2 separate regions of the Anas platyrhynchos genome follow, and region 1 is linked to region 2. Evidence: chromatin contacts called from public Hi-C data. All regions are on one chromosome and are shown on one strand. Each heading gives the region's core, a stretch centred on a gene start, on an enhancer-like site or on the middle of the called end of the contact. The rest is flanking DNA. Distances are from core to core; before and after follow the strand shown. Region 1 holds the start of AKAP13 (A-kinase anchoring protein 13). Region 2 overlaps AKAP13 (A-kinase anchoring protein 13).

What was found. A called contact is a pair of places that touch in the nucleus more often than the background predicts.
Region 1: a contact with region 2 is called in a Hi-C map of subcutaneous adipose tissue, with 1.6 times the contacts expected there. The contact joins the promoter of AKAP13 here to the enhancer-like site in region 2. A contact is called at or near these places in 2 of 8 Hi-C or Micro-C datasets (skeletal muscle and subcutaneous adipose tissue).

The regions. Positions count from the first base shown.
Region 1 is chr11:18,378,844-18,384,520 of IASCAAS_PekinDuck_T2T, forward strand. It overlaps AKAP13 (A-kinase anchoring protein 13), which reads right to left and starts at 2,848. Exons shown (of 41, transcript XM_072043424.1): 1 at 2,693-2,848.
Region 2 is chr11:18,196,422-18,201,900 of IASCAAS_PekinDuck_T2T, forward strand. It overlaps AKAP13 (A-kinase anchoring protein 13), which reads right to left. Exons shown (of 41, transcript XM_072043424.1): 18 at 3,215-3,257; 19 at 2,361-2,466. Among named protein-coding and RNA genes, the nearest start is that of KLHL25, 58 kb to the left of the region's middle. Within about 2 kb of position 1,365, at least 5 of the 8 cell types and tissues checked have an H3K27ac peak or open chromatin away from gene starts, as enhancers often do. A contact at or near this core is called in subcutaneous adipose tissue, where this site is marked.

The DNA of each region.
Region 1 (5,677 bases), core at 1,598-4,097, 180 kb after region 2:
TAATAGCACTCGCGTAGATTGCAGATAACGAGCTAGAGTACTAAGCAGGAAGGCTTCCAGGCTGATTCAAGGACTGTTTTATAGGCAAGTGGAACATCACCAAATACCGGGCAGAGAAAACTGATCTGTTGGTGTCCTGGATAAGGAGAGGAAAAGAAATACGTACAGCATGCACAACGACTTCTACTGACCATTTTTCTGTTCAGCAGCTATCTGTTAAAACTTCTTATGCCAGCAGAAGGCTCTACGAAAGCCCCCCCTGCCCTCGTAACACTGCCAGTAAGCCTACCAATGTTTTTCTCCTCTGGTATAATTTATAGAGCGCTGCCCTACCTCATGCTTTGGATAGAATAACCAGATTCCTTTAACAGCACTTAATCCCCCTCTCAGTACAGAAGTGTACCCTGGACCAGAACACGGCTTAGTCAGGAGCGTATCCTGCTGAGAGATTAGCAGCAAGTTCTGCGTGAGCCTGCATCCAACAGCTTCCCCACACAGCCTACGTTTAAAACCCTCCATTTACCTGGCAGGGCTCTATTTGTATGAAAAGCTGGGACTTTTCAACTGCGTTTTTCCTCCTCTGCTGCTGTGGGGCTGTAAATCATGAACACCAAGCTCCTGCCTGGCTCTCTGGCCCCTATTCCTCCACGCATTGCCACGTCCTCACCTTTTGGACCGTGCTGACCATGCCTTGGCCTCCGGACCTGGTTGCCAGACACGGGCTGGAGCACGGGGCCGACACGATGCCGCGCTACCTGCGGGGAGACTTGTAATTCAGGCTGCCTGCAGAACCCGTCTGCCTTGCCCAACTCCACATCCGTGCCCTTCTAGCAACAGCCCCAGGCCAGCCTGTCTGCCCAGCGCCGGGCAGCGCCGAGAGGACAGACAGGAGACGCGCCAGGCTCATGCCATAAGCACAGGAGATAGGTACATGTTTGAACCCATGCCAAGGGACAACACACGCCTGGGTTATCCTCACCTTGCTTAATGCACCCGTATCCTGCTACGAGGCCTGGAAATAAAAAAAAAAAAAAAAAAAAAAAGAAAGGAAAAAAAAGGGTCCAAGCAAAACATCTCACCACGAAAGGTGACAGCCTGGAACCGCAGTGGTGTAGCAAGAGCCCTCTGCGTGAACGGGTGCTCCTCTAGCACAGACAGCTTCTGCCCACAGACACGGATGTTGTGAGGTTAATGTCAATCTACACCCACTGCTAGGATATCTCTGAATAAAATACACCTCCTCTAACACGGCGCTAACTGAATCACGCGTGCCTTACCTTCATGGGACTGTGAGGAACTCGGTTCACCTCCGCAGTCCCCCTACAACTTGGCAAGGGTTTGCAAAGCACCAAAAGCACGCCAGGCAAGGGAGGGATTTTCAGCTGAAGAGAGTCACCACCGGGGGAAATAATGTAGTTTGGCCTTTTAAAACCACTGAGATTACGTTAGCTGAGACTGCCAGCACACGAGACACTCACAGATCTCAGAGCAACTGTCTAAACTCAGCGCTGAAGCTACATGCTTTACATATTTCTACTGCACCGCGTATCTCCATGAGCACCTACAGTTTTATGGCTGACACGGGTTGCAGGGAACACCGCAGCTACCAACTGTCCTGCATGAGCACAGCATTCATAATCCCTTTATCAAGACCCCGTCTGGTCATCCGCAACCAGCACAGAACACCCTTACAAACTTTTTAAAGCACTTTTTCTCTCCTGAGCTCCAGCTAACGAGCAGCCCTGCGAAGGACACAGGGCAGAGCCCATTACAGAGGTCAGCAAAACTCGGCTCCACTAATCCCAGCTCCTTTCCATGACTCGTGGGGATAACGCGGCCACGGCCGGTGGATTAACCAGCTCGGACAATTCGCAGGTGAAGAAACGAGCACGCTTTCACAATCCTCACCCAGGAATCGTCACAGTGGCTTTAGGAGAAGTGGGGTTCCCCTTGAGCACATTTTCCAGCAGCAGGGTGACCCCACAACAAGAACCCCCCAGCCACGACCCCCTGCCCGGCTCCAACAACCCACTGAGCCCCAAAGGTGGGGAAAAAAAAACAAGAACAGAGGAGATTGATTGAAAACCCGGATTACTCTCTCAGCAAAACCCAAACAAACTAAGATACAAAGTTGCATCAGCGAAGCTCGAGGTTTTGTTGATTTCTCCCCCCCCCAGCAGCACATCAATGGGCTGAATAGCGAGGAGGGAGGCTGGGGGCCAGCCGGGGGGGGTGTTTGTGTGTATATAAGCGTGTGTTTGTGTAGATCTGCGTGTGTTTGTGTATTTCTGGGGGTGTGTTCGTGTGCTCCCCCCCCCGCAGCAGCCCGGGCACACGGCCGGGGGTCGCTCCCCCCCTCTCCCCCGGGCAGCCCGCAGACAATAGGGGCGGGAGCAGGCGAGGCGCGGCGCGCCAGCAAAGAAGCGAAAAGTAAAGGAAAAGAGTGAGAAATAAGGAAAAAAAAAATAAAAAATAAAATAAAGAGAAAAAAAGCACGCGAGGCTGAGCGGCTCCGCACGAAGTTGCGCGGAGAAAAGCTCCGAGGAAGAGGAGAAGGAGGAGGAAGGGCGGGGAAGTGTCCGAGGGACCGCGGAGGGGCCCCACTCCCTCACCACCCCAAAAGACCCCTTTTTATCCCCCTAGACCCCTTCCCCATCCTCCGCAAAAACTCCTGCGGGGCTCACACACTCACCCCACGGCGGGCGGGCGGCTTCGCCCCCTGGCAGCAGCGGGGCCGGGAGGGAAGGGAGAGGGACAGGGGACGGGGAGAAGGGAAAGGGAAAAGGAGGGGGGGGAAAGGAGATGGGAAAGGAGGGAGGGGGGTGGGAAAAGCGGCCGGGCCGGGTGCTCTCCGCCCGGGGAGGCGGGCAGGAAGGAGGGCCGGGGGCTGCGGGCTGCGAGCCGAGAGCCGCCGCCGTGCCCGCCCCCGAGCCGCCAGCCCGCATGCGCCGCCCGCCGGGCCGGGCCGGGCCGGGCCGCCCCCGGGCAGGGGGCACCGGGTGGGGGGACGGGCAGTACCCGGCCGGGGGCTTGGGGTCGGGGGAGATTCAGCCCAGAGACCCCCGGGTGAAGCGGGGCTGTCGGGGAGTGGCACCCCCGCACCCCCCCCCTCCGGCCACCTGGCTGGCCCCGCTCATTGGGCTCGCTGAGGTTTGGGTGTTTCTGGTGCGAAAAGAAGCAGAGAACTTTTTTATTATTGATTTTTTAATTCTTTTTTAATGTGCTTTTTATTTTATTTTATTTTATTTTATTTTATTTTATTTTATTTTATTTTATTTTATTTTATTTTATTTTATTTTATTTTATTTTATTTTATTTTATTTTATTTTATTTTATTTTATTTTTACTTAAAGGGGATACTTCCTCCCCACACGCTGGCCAGGAGCTTTAATGGCTTGTTTAGTTTGGTACGCTGCTGCTGGCGTGCCCACCTCCTGCAATGGATAAGTCCTCCCCCAGCACAAGCTGATCTGCTGCACGCACACGCTGCACATCGCTTCCTAGCACAAAATCCAGCAGCTCCACTCATGCCCGCAGCCCTGTCCTGCTCCGCAGCACCTTCCCGCTGCTCTGCTGCATGAGGTGTGGAGTTTGATCCAGGACAATTTCCCTCGCTGTTCCCGTGCCTTGCCCCAGAAAATGGTGGCAATGGCAACCCACCGTCAGCAGACGCATTCATGTGGCCTGTGGTCCGCGTGTGGCTAGGTTTGGGGAGGCCTCTGGAGAGAAGATGCACGAGCAGTTGTGGCGGTGACCTGCCTTCAGTTAGCGTTTATGATGGAAGCTCTTGGAAATGAGTTCATGTGGCGGCCCAACGTTTCCCCTCAGCTTAACCTACTGCACACAGATGCATCCTGCTAGCCCTGGTGGTAGCCAGGCGATCATAGCCACAAAGACAGCAGCCACGCTGAGTTACTCGTGCGATTCCTGTCGCACTAAAGGTGGGCAGCCTCACCTCACTGCAGCCGACCCCAAAAACACTTGCTGTACTTCCCAAAAAGACCTTGCTGCTGGCCAGAGAGCTGGACAAAGGATGCGGGTAATTTCTGTACCTGGTGTGCTCTCTCTGGAGAATAAAAATAATAACACTGAGCTGTGTACAGTGGAGATTTCCTGCTGAAAGTGCTCTGCATGAGCTTGGCATCGTCTTCTAAGGTGTGCAGTGCTGATCCCGTTTAAATCAACTGAAATAATAAAAATGGTTTCACCCCTCATGCAATGTGATCATTTGGAGGCTGGGACATACCGACACCGTACGCCCTTTTAAACCAGGATGTAAAGCAATAATTTCTCATACATGGCTCCAGCAGGGTGAGGCACCTGAGAGCAGGGATACTGGAAATACAGTTTAATTTGCCTTCCTCCCATCCCTGTAAGAAGGGCGTACAAGAGGAACACTGGGAAGTTCCCAGACTCAAAAAGGGGACGGCACAGGATGGCTCAGGAAAGAGCACCATCTAGTGAAAAGCCACCTCCTGCAGAAGCTCTGTCCCCTCCGAGTCTCCAACCAAACAATGACTAACCCAGCCCAGCCCAGCCCAACCTACCTCATAACGTGAGGCAATCAGGAGGAGGTAGCATGGTGACAGATAACAGGTGCCTAAAATTTTCCATAACACACGCTCAGAGATCTGGAGCTTTACCCTCCTGGCTGTCCATCAAGGGCAAGTTTGTTCTCTGCTTGGTGGCCCTAACCTGGCGAGCCAACCTCTGTCTGTGGCTGCCTCTCCAGGGCTGGCATGGCCCCAGGCCTGCCAAAGGCCCCAGCCATGTCTTTGGGATCAGGAGGCAAACAAAGGCTGCAAATAGTTCAGAGAGGCTTTGCACGTGAGGATACAAGTGTAATCTGCAAGCAAGACTGCCCAGGAGTGTTTACCACAGCCGTAATATTCCAGGAGGCAAGGAAATGAGCTTAGAAAACAGAAATATCAAGGAATTTGTGAAGGGAGATGGCTTTCAATTTACTTCTGACAGGCAGGAGTTTCTGGGCGATGACTCCCCACTGGTAAATGGGGGAGTCTGGGGAGATTTTATGTGGTGGCTGAAGTTGTGGGCAGATTGCCGAGTCAGGGAGCTTCCAAGCACAGCTCTCCTCGCCCTCTGCTCAGCGAGGTGGGGCAGCGCAGCCTCCAGCACCAAAGCTTAGCAGGAGGCCACCTGAGCTCAGACTGCACAGCAACGAGGTGATGGGACCGACCGATGGGCCCCGTCCTTCACAGGCAGCCTGACCCTTTCACTCCAGGAGCCAAAAAGGGGGCAGAGAGGGTGTAATTACATATATTTCTGTGAGAGCAAGCTTCTCCAGAGCGCCAGGCGTTGGCCATGACTTATGTGGGGAATTACAAAGGCAGGAAGGGACATGGGGTGAGTACTGAGCTCCGTGAGGTGCCAGGCAGAGGTTCAGGCCCGGTCACAGCCCAGGCTCCCCTACCCTACAGAAGGGTTTGTAAGGCCTCTGCCCAGGACCAGAGCAAGGAAAATCTCCACTGCCAGCCACTTCAGATGCCCAGCCATGCTCTCATCGGCACATCACTCTGCCTCTCTGCCTTCACCAGGATGTAGTCTGTGCTCTACTTATGTCTTTCAATTGTTTCCACCCCCAAATCCTTTATCTCAAAATATCCTGCCTGCACCCACATATAACCACAAACCAAAAAAGAGAGACAGTAGATGAGGG
Region 2 (5,479 bases), core at 115-2,614:
AGGAACAACGCTGCCCAATAACCACGCAAGTTAAGGAGAAGGGACATTACTCACGCTAATTTTTATGTCGTCATTTCCCAGAAACTCTCTACCAAAATGAATAAAACGAGTATGCTTTTCTAACAGACAGGGATATAGAGTGTTACAGACTTTACAAACGTGAGGCAGCGCATGCTACTGATTGCAAGACTCACTGACTAATCCCTAAATAACATGAAGTGGATGGGTAAATACAAAAAAGCTTATACCAGTATCCTCACTACAGTTAATACCCAAACATCCTCTTTTCCTTTTTTTTTAAACAGAACTTTTCCAAAACTCATTTTCAAGAAGAGCCACTGCCATTAGTATTCTCAAAAGTGCCTTATTTTTACAGTTAATCTTAGAAAACTATGCATTTCTGAAGCCAGGTTTGGAGAAAAGCAAAACCTAGTTGGAAAGAACTTGAAGCCTGCCTGCCTCTCTCTCTCTCTCCTGACAGCCCAGACAGCAGCAGAAACCAACTCTTCCTGTCCAACTTCCTCTTTCAAGGTTTGCTGTTTTTCTTTTTAACTCTTACAGTTTTTAACCAGCCTCAAAGCTTCTGAGAATTCAGCGTTCCCAAGAATTTTTAGGTTGAATTATTCAAATGTACAGCTGAAGCCCAAAAGCGTGTGTAATGCAACCATTCCACCAGGAGCAGACAAGAAATTGTAATTTGAATGACATTATGTTTTTCTAGCTAACAAAATATCAGAACTGCTATGTATTATGATTTTTAATGTATGTATGATGGTTGAGATTTTGGAACGATTGTTGTTTTATCAACGGTTTCAAACACAATCATGAAATGGGTGAAATAAATGCACCGCACCTACTTAAGAAAGGCAGAGCAAGCAAGTATCTGGTGTATTTTCTTACCCGTCCCAACAAAATCTGTTATTTATGTCCAGTTCTTGCCTTAGAGATTGTGCACCCAGACTGCAAGAAGCAGTGAATGAATTTCCAGTCCTGTGCACAGTCTGTGCAACGTGCCCCACAACTTCTCGCTAGTGGTTTGCATAGAGGTTTCTTCGCATAGAAGTCTTTGTGCAAACACTTTTTTGGATGTTGTACTTCACAGCAGAAAACAGCATTGTTTTAAAACTCTTCAGCAGCAGCTCTGAACTGCCTGCAGCTGCAGTTTGTGTCTTTTAAGACAGATCCATAAAGAGGAACTGTGCATTAGGATCACTGACCTCATTACAGCTGATAACTCATTGCAAATGTGATGCAATCTTCTAAAAATATCTATCAAAATTAGCATCTTGCCTCTACACTACACAACCCCCCCTATGTTACAGGAACCCTCTGGCTGAAAGATCAAATGGGAAATGGCAAAATGGAGTTTGCTTGTGCAGATAGTGTGACACCTCCCCTCCTCACACACTTCATCCAATCCTGTGTGACAGGCACCATGCATTGTGCCTTGCTTCCTGTTTGCTATTGAAACTCTCATCAGATGTAGTTAATGTCTCAGGGGCCCTCCAATAGCACTTACCAACATAGTAACTACACATCAGTTAACTGCACAATATACGTTGCATTCTGTGAGGTGAGATGGTGTTATCTCCTGTCTGTCAGACATGGTAAACAGCGCTGAGATTCAAGTAAAAAAATCCAACCAAGCAAAAAAACAACCAAACAAAACAACCATTCATCTTTAGTAGACAATCTAAGGGAAAAACAGCCTATTTTAGCAAAGTATTTACCATTAATGTAATTATTTCTATAGCCAGTTCTGTTCCCAGGAAATTCAGCTGCGCTGAGAAAGCACTTAACCTTCAGAAAATTCAACCCTAGGGTTTCAAGGACTTCCTCCAGAAAAGGGAGAAAATATAAATATTGGCCATCTCTCAAGGTCACTGTCTGAGCAACTTCTCCAGCAGTGCACAGGAACTTTGTGGCAAAGGTAGAAATAAAAGGGAAAGACAATACAAGCTTCGGCAGCCAGTCCTTTCTTACAGCTCCTGTCCTCATTTTATTAAACACCTCTCAGGCTCTGCAAAAATTAGACCCATCAGTCACTGCAAAACCATAACTCATGCCAGAGCACAATCTATTCTCTATAATAAATGAAGCACAATTCAGTGGGGAAAAGAGGCAAAAACATTGCACAGGAAACCTCGCCTTGGATGCATTTTAATTTGGGGCTGCTGACATTTCCCATGTTGCTCTTCTCTACGACCACACAGAAAATCCTCCCCTTGCGACAGGAAAAAGAAAGTCAGGCAAAGACATAAATACCACCCTATGGAAACACACTGAAATACAAAATTAATCTCTGATACCCATAGGTATTTCATGGCTGCAAAAATTAAAAAAAAAAAAAAAGCACTTACTTTGCTTTTCTTGCTGCTGGACATTTTATTCTTGAGGTAGCTGAAGGTACGACTGACTTTTGTTGCACTTTTACCAGAGGGGACACTGCTGCTCTCTTCAGATATGCTAAAATCGAAAAAGAAAAAGGTTGGGTTTTATTTTTAATTTTTCCTCCCAAATAATATATTAAGTGGACAGATGTTTTTTTAAAGGACAAATGCATGTATTATCCTAGAGGGTCATGGATTGCTTTATAGTGTTACACCAGAGATTGCAAAGTAAAGGCAAAAAAGGCAAAATGCCAATCAGTTTCTCACGTTTCAAGGAAGCCTTTTATCTGTTTTTAAGTAATCTCCATCCTCAAGCCATACCACAGCACCCTCTGCTGCTCCAATGGCCAAATAACGAGTAAGCTGCTTGCAGCATGAGCCCATTTAGAGGGGCAGTCTATCCCATTGGGCACATACGATCAGTCTCGGCATTTAATCGTCAGCACCCAGCCTATTTCAGGCTGGGAGCAGACAGAAGGGACAGACATGCATACGTCCTTTAATGAGAGGTACAAAACCATGATTATTAACGTAACACAGACAGACTTGACCAAAATCGGGAACAACTATTTCCAGTGTAAAATATAAATCAGGGTAAACTACTATGGTTGAATAACAAATAGCCTGATGTGCTATTATCTATGAAGAAACCACAAAGCCTTGTTGGAGATAAGACTTAAATCAGACAACTTTCATATTGTGTCATCTAAAATATCCATAGGGGACAGATTTGCACAACCCGGACACTTGGGATTTTGCTAGGAATTCTTTTGGTTTTCCAAATTGGAGCAACAGAAGAGATGGGGAACCCCAGAAAACCATACCTCTGCACCAAGGAACCTGCAGGGCCGCCGAAAGCCGGAGCACCTGGAAAAGAGTGAAAGAATGGGAGGTGACATGTTAGGCTGCAGTCTTCCTTAGCTCACTGTTTTAAAAAACATAGCTTGCATATTTGGACAGTTAAAGAAGAAAGAGACATGTTTACCAGAAGTGAGTGCTTAGAATTGATTTCATGTGCTCAGGATAAAGTCTGTTCCCCTTATCCTTAGGTGATCTCAAATTAGATGCTGAGGTGAAAGATTACTTAGTATTTTTATCATTCTTCATTTATCAAGCAAAGGATGTGCATCTGTTAACTTTGCTAGTAAATGAGGGTATCTGATACAGAACTGCCAATTTAATCACAATATGTAGAAATGCGAATCATTCTGCCACAATACTTTTATTTATACACCACTAGAAAGAACCCATTGTGCAGCACATCCGGGATTCATGTATAAAAGTCTGCTGCTTGATAAAATTATAGTTCATTTTCCCATCAAAATCCTGAAGCGCTTCATAAAGAGTACGGGAAACAAGGGAAGCCTTATTCCATTTTCCACGAAATGTTACCAACTTAGAGCTCAGTCACACAAAACTCTGCTTGAGGAAAGTCTGACTTGCGACATGCAGCCGAAGCCCTGCCAATGACACAATTTCTCTGTATACCACAAGAAACCTGCTTGCCTAACACATTTGGAGCAGATTAGGTAGCTGATATCATTTACCAGAACTGTTGAAGAATACTGAAAAATCGTGACAAAATGATCCAGAGGAGAGAAGGGTCTCTCTGGAGGAACTGGGCCTGTCAGGAAGCCCACAAACCAAACACAACAAAGCACAAACCAAACAAAAAACCTCTTCGCTACAAGGACTGTTCACAGCCACAACTGAACTTCAAGAAGCACAACTTTGTTTCTGCATATGCATTGTACAAAAACTAGTCCTTTGGCTTCAAATTCTGTTAACATATCAAAGCTACGGCTGAATGCGAAAACGCCACTTCACAACAGATGAAAAGGTGGTCCTGTATCCAAACGTACATTCAGAAAAACTGTGCATACAGTATTATGCCTGGTGATCCTAAACACATTTTCCTAATTGCTGATTGTGTCAGCACAGTCTGAGACAGAAATATCACTTGTTTATTTTAAGAAACTAAAATACTGGCGTACCTCATTACCTAATCCCTGCTTAGAGGTCTCTCAATATCTCCCTCGCGAAATCTTTCATCTAATTAATGATCTATCCCTACAACATCTAAGTAATATTGTAACATATATTGAATGAAGTCTTCACTTTAATTTCCTGATTATATTCCTCTTTTTTTTTTTTTTCTTTCTTTCTTTCCTTTTTTGTACTTATTTATTACCGAACTGCCTGCTAAGATCACACAAGTAATTTGCAGGCTCCCAGCTTCTGTCCCTGGTTAGCCCTCCTGTGACTCTTTTTCAGCTCTGGTTTGCTTTTACATGGGTCAAGCCTTCTTACTCTTTCCTTTTTTAATAGATTACCCAATTTGAATGGATTTCAGTATTCCACAAACCTTTTGTTTCTTTGCAGTTAACGTAAGAAATACAAAGCACTGAATCAAGAGCTATAATAATTCAATATTCATGCCTGTTTTTCAGCACCTTCAAAAAGCACATTGCACAGGATCTTCAATTATGTGCTATATATCTTTTACTGCAATAGTATTTTATCATAGAAATGGGAGATTCTTGACAGTAGGCAAAATGTATCCAGACAAAAACCACAGTGAAAGACTGTTTATGATTTCACATTTTAGGTTATAATTTAGCATCATACAATCAATATTGTGCTGCAAGCTATAAAGCCCATGAAGATGAGCATAAAAAAGCACAAATTTTCTCACCTTCATGGTGAGCATCTCCTGTCATGGCCAGGTTCAAAACTGAAATGCTAAAACTAATAGCCCACAAAATAAGTTAGTTGGCCTTTGGATACAGGACTGCTATGTATGCCCTATGCTTCTGTGTTAGCAGCCAAATTTTGGTGTACTTATCTGAACATCTCTTGCATCACCCATCAAAATTATTTCACATGTTTGCTGGACTTAAAATAATTCATCAAAGTCCATTGTGCAGAAAGCAGCAACAATACTAACATATTGCAAATGAAATAAACCAGTTTGCAACCCCTTCAGATAGGCAGCTCTTAAACTTCTGTGGCACAAGAAATCCAAAGGCTTCATAACAATAACCTTGTATTTTCTAAAATGCATACTGGCTTGTCCAGATATCTGAAAT